Regions from separate parts of the Zea mays genome. Here region 2 is linked to region 1. Evidence: chromatin contacts called from public Hi-C data. All regions are on one chromosome and are shown on one strand. The core of a region is the stretch at or near the end of the contact, and the rest is flanking DNA. Distances in the headings are between cores, read along the strand shown. Region 1 holds the start of LOC100284313 (mov34/MPN/PAD-1 family protein). Region 2 holds the start of LOC100279381.

Evidence for each region. A called contact is a pair of places that touch in the nucleus more often than the background predicts.
Region 2: a contact with region 1 is called in a Hi-C map of endosperm, with 4 times the contacts expected there. The contact joins the promoter of LOC100279381 here to the promoter of LOC100284313 in region 1. A contact is called at or near these places in 2 of 25 Hi-C or Micro-C datasets (ear and endosperm).

The regions. Positions count from the first base shown.
Region 1 is chr8:56,240,616-56,243,315 of Zm-B73-REFERENCE-NAM-5.0, reverse strand. LOC100284313 (mov34/MPN/PAD-1 family protein) reads left to right here and starts at 1,401. Exons shown (of 14, transcript NM_001157208.2): 1 at 1,401-1,698; 2 at 1,886-1,950; 3 at 2,029-2,122; 4 at 2,368-2,532; 5 at 2,662-2,700. The coding sequence starts at 1,570.
Region 2 is chr8:56,884,296-56,886,995 of Zm-B73-REFERENCE-NAM-5.0, reverse strand. It overlaps LOC100279381, which reads right to left and starts at 1,272. Exons shown (of 1, transcript NM_001152395.2): 1 at 1-1,272. The coding sequence starts at 954.

The DNA.
Region 1 (2,700 bases), core at 152-2,651:
ACCAACAGTGGATCTACCCTATGCGGTTGCTGCACCACTTGACAAGAGAGGTAAAGGAATGTATAAGAAACTAAGAATTAAGAGTTGTTTGGAAGGTGGGAATAGCAAAGGGAAAAAAGTAGCTACAGAGAAAGGCAAGGAAGCTGACAAGAATGCAGTACTAGAAGCTGACATGGAGGGTTCAAACCAATCTGAGAAGGGGAAAAGAAAGATGATTAGAGGCAAAATAAAGTGCAAAAGATGTGGAGAATTAGGTCACAGTGAAACTAGCTACAAGTGCCCATTGAACGGAACAAAGAAAAGGTAAGTGATGAAATGTCTAATTTGAACATGTGCACTGTTATATTTGTATCTAACTGTGCTGTCCAACTTGTAGGAAGAGAAAGCCTCGCATGAATAGAACAAAGTATGGGGATAATGCCAAAATCCCCAAAACTCGACTTCAACAAAGTGTCCAAGGTCAAGGTGCTGTCTAAGGTGAAGCTAATGTCGAACTTGAAATTGTTCAAGATCATGGTGTTGTCCAAAGTGAAGCTGATGTCCAACTGGAAGTTTTTCTTCCGGTTACACCAACAAGAGAGTCTATTTTACAAGACAGCCCAATCAGAGTCACTAGGAGGTAATTACAATTATGTTGTATCAAGTCGCAACTAGTTGTGTCATTAAATTATATTGTTCTTCATTTTTTCAGCAAGCTTGCTATGTTGCTGGGAGATGTCCAGTCACCTGTCAAGAATACAACTCCTAAGAAGATGCTAGTGAAGAAGCTCACACCAAGGAAGCTGAAGAAAGTCTAATAAGTAGTTGTTTTATGTGTTATCCAATATTTTAGTTCTCCTAATAAGGTGTTGCTGGGAGATGGACCATTCAAGGATTTTTGTCGTTCTCTTTGTGGTTCTCTTTGTTGTGCTAGGTACTTTGGAATGAAACAAATGTGTGCTGTTATATTCAAGATCATGAACTATTAGTGTGCTGCTATTTAAAACAAAAATTCAGAAGTTGTTAGTGTGCATATCTTCTGTTATTAAGCTGTGGTCAGGATGTTTGAGCTGTGGTCATCAGCTTGGAACCTGACGCTAGGATACATAGAAAAAAATTCAGAGCTTACGCTGGAGCTCGCCGCGTGCGGCGTGCTGGAGCCCAGGCGCGGTCCAGAACCAAGAGAACGAGCGAGAGGAGAACAGAGAGAATGAAGTGTTTTGAGCGACGGGAGACAGAGAACGAGCGACTGCAGTTTAGTTTAGGGGTAAAACAGTTCAATCAGTTGATACATTTGTCAAATAACCCCCTAAATGATATTTTATCTATAAGTCAATGTTTTAGAATGACGTAATAACGAAGCGTGTTCTCATAATATCATTGGAGCGAATCCTTAGTTTGATAGAATTCCAATTTTCTAAGCACATCAACGCGACATTCCCCTTCTCCTTCCCACGTTTTCCTTCAAGCACGCCCGTCCTACCCCGCTTCCGTGTCCGTGATCGCCCGTCGACTTTTGCGCTGCCGTAGCGGGTTGAAGCGGAGATCCATCGCCTGGCCTGCCGCGGAGTCAGTCCCACCCCACCTGAGATGGCTTCGGAACTATCTCACGGCACTAGGAGAGACGTATGCATCGAGTCCATGGCGCGGCCTATCGCCGTGGACCACCGCATAAGCATCCACTACTATTTCCGCATCGCTGACAACCTCCTCCGCCAGGTGCCCTTTGATCGATCCCATGGCCTTCTTTTGCTGGAGCTATTAGCTTTGCGTCTAATAGTGGTAGTAGCTCTGGATTCGAGCGCGCGTTTCGTTAACTATTGGACTTATTTCGCTGCGATGCCCTAAGTACGGGTAGTTAGCTGGTATATTTGTTAATTCTGGTCTTTTTATGTGGTGCCCGCAGGCTAATGTGTATCGAGAAGAGAAGAATGTTCTGGACCTCTACATCCTCCTCCTGAGATACTCGAGGTGAGGTGTATACTGGAATCTTGTCAATTTCTTAATATTATCAGTTTGGATGTTAATTTTATCTCTGCTTATTGACAGCTTGTTGCTTGAGACCATACCCAAACATCGCGATTATAATGCATTTAAGGCTAGAGAAAAGGAATTCCTGAAGAAAGGCCCACACAACTCTGAGGTATTGCCTTGCTGAGCTTAGATCATCTCTTTTTTTTTCTAGTGTTCTTACTGTAGACAGGAAATTGTTATGCTGGAAAAAGTGAACAATGCAATACTTTCTGTTTTTTCTTGGAACATGCAAGCTATCGTGTCTACAATGCAGAATACAAATACTTAAGGATCACAGTGCGTTGTTGAACCCAAGCATAGTTTCCAGAAGTTCTTTTTGCTGAGTGATTAAAACTGTTTTCTGTTTTGTTGTAGAAAATTCTTGGTATTGTCAATGAGCTAGAGTCCCTTAAGCCAGTTGTGCAGCAACAAATTGCCACCGGTAATAGCAGGGGTGCAGATGAACCTAATGGTGTATATGGAACCTATGCTGCAAGTAGTGAGTTGGAGCACCATACCCCAGGCCCATATGTGTCGAAGGTATGCACGTCATTGTCCTACATTTTCCCTCCTTAATGTTCCAATCCAGTATCAAAGGAAGGGACAATGTGCTCTAAACTGTTACTTGCTTGTTCAAGGAATCTTGCTAATGTTTCCCTTCTTTTACAGTCCTTGTCTGGAAGCCCTACTAGACTACTGCAGAAACCA
Region 2 (2,700 bases), core at 23-2,522, 640 kb before region 1:
TTCCTTCTTCTCCTCGATGATCGTCTGGATGCGACCACGGTGAGCGTCATCGAGCATCAGACGGAAATCCTGGATCGTCTGGTTGGCTGGCATCCGCGCGGCGTCGATAGCAAGCTCGTCGTGGATGCGAAGCCCAACCACGGCCTCGGGGAAGCAGTGCGTGCGGCGGTCGTTGGTGAAATCGATGGGCGGGTAGTCGGAGAGCTGCTCAACGATGTGGCCGTACTTGGTCATCCACCAGTCGTGGTACTCGAGCATGACGAAGACCACCTTCTTGTTATAGTGGCGCGCGGTGATGTAGAGCGGGATGATGCCGTCGTTGAACTCGTGGTACACGTTGCCCGTGTAGCCGCCGGTGGAGAAGACGACGGCGGGGACGTCGTGGCGGACGTCGCAGCGGCTGGGCGCTCCCTCTGGCGCGGAGCGGAGGCGGAGCTCGTCGATGGTGCTCATGATGCTGGACTCCCACTTGCGCGTGTATGGGCGGATGTGCTCGTCGGTGGCCGGTCGAGACGAGTTGGGAGGCAGGAGCAGGAAGAGCGAGTTGGAGGCGGCCTGGGTGCGGACGTGCCCGCGCATGACGCAGACGTCGGTGCGGAGCGCGGTGCGGTCGCAGCAGACGGTGTCGTTGGCCACGTCGGCGCACGGCGGTGCCGGTGCGCCGTCGTCGTGCCGCGCCCTCCTCCCTAGCTGCAGCAGCTCGTCCATGGTGGCGGAGACGGGGCTGCCAGGAAGCAGCAGCAGGAGGCAGGATACGAGCGCGAAGCCGGCAAGCATACGGAGCAGCGCATCGTGCCCGTGCTTTCGGTGTTGACAGGCGTAGTCTGCCAAGCGGCCCCGGAGCTCCTTCATCCTGCCGCCGCCTGACTCTTCAGCCGGCAGCGCATCCTCTGCCGCCGCCTCGCCCTTTCTGTGCTGGTGCACCAGCAAGCTCGCCCGGTGGTGGTGGATCATCTCTAAGTCTCAACTCACAGTCGGATTTTGAGTGGGGGCCGGCGGGGGGCGTGGTGTTCGAGCCTTAAAGGATCAGCAGTACTCAGAACCGCCCGGAAGAACCCAGGAAGCAGAAGCACAGGGACGCGCATAGAGAGTCGTGGACGGCGTTAGCACGCGAACGCAGAGTAGAAGAGTCGTCGTAGACCATGACCGCGTCGGCTGGCGTGGACTCGCGTCATTTTAAACATGGCGTGCTGCGTGGCGGTCTGGCGGAAGGAACCAAACCGCGTCTCATTTCTATGGCTTGCGGCGTAAGGGAATGCAATGCAACAGGCCAACCGCCAACACGACCGAAGGCTGCGCCGCTGATGCTGACCAAACGGACCCTGCTGGCCTGCTGGTGCTGGAGATGGACTGGCAATGCAGCAGCGCAGCGGGCAGTTGGTGGTAGCACGGAATCGGCAGCAGGAGGAGGCGGCCGCAGGTCGCTTTCATTGGGACCGCTTGCGGGACTTTGCGCGTTTCATATTCTTTCTTAGCGCGGGTTGCTTATTTGTATGGGAAAGGTGTTTCCGTTCGCCTGCAGGCTGCAGTGGTGCTCTGGGTTACGCGGCCTACATGTGATGATTGATCCGATCCTTCCGTTGGGAGAGGATGTGAATATATGATCAGATCCAGCACCAGCAGCCGATTGAACAGAATCACCATCCGTCCATCCATGATGCATGATTGGTTTAGTTATCCCCATCCAGAAGTCAGCAGCCCAGCGCTGCTGACCTTTTTTTTTCCCGACAATGCTTCCGTTCGCGCGCTGTCTTTGCAGGCATGCGATCGCTCCGGTTGGTGGGCCGCGACGTCCAATCGCACCACACTCTTCTGCTAGTCCCGTTGCGCCGCATCGCCAGGAGTCCCTGCACTCCACTCACCATGATCGAAATGTTTCTTTATAATTTGTTAGGACAGAAATAGAGTTCGATCCTAATTTGTTTCGATCTTTAAATTTTATAATGTAAAATTTAATACCCATTATCACCCTTAGCCGCGACTATCCTCCACCGTAACTATACCGCCTTTGCGTCCTGCAGTTTATCTGGGTTTTCACATGCCATATCGTCACCGTTGTCGCACCACCCTCACCTCATCCAGAGAGATTTACTAATATGCTCACTCCACAATTCATAGACAAAGACAGATTGCCAAATCATAGGCGCAGTTAGCATTTTTAGCAAGGAGGCAACATTGAGGTGCCCAAAAACACAAATACAAACCTCAATCTTCATTAATCTATGCATCGTGCACAGCTCTACGATTACACGTCAACTGGACTTCAACACTACCATGACACCTCGGTGTTCTTCACGCGTTCGATACGCCCACCCATAATCCACTTTTGCAGAATCCATCATACCGTCTCTACTGTTGGGGCCTTCGTCTGCCGAAGATCCTCAAAAACACGGCTAACCATTTGTTTTCAGCATATTATTAAGTATTACAAGAGCTTCTGTTGGTCCTTGTTCCCGGATGTGATACACCAAGAACAAAGCAACACAATTGTTAACGATTAGAGACCTTCGTTCTTCGAAGCATTATTTCGCCTGTGATATAATGTTCTTCAGACGAAGATCAAGAAGGGCATACCTTCATCATTTTAGTGGGTAAAGATATAAATAAAGACATATGAGACATGAAAAGAACGTAAACAATCATACCAAGTTATTAGATTATTTATATTCTTATTCTTATAAACATGAATAAATATCAACG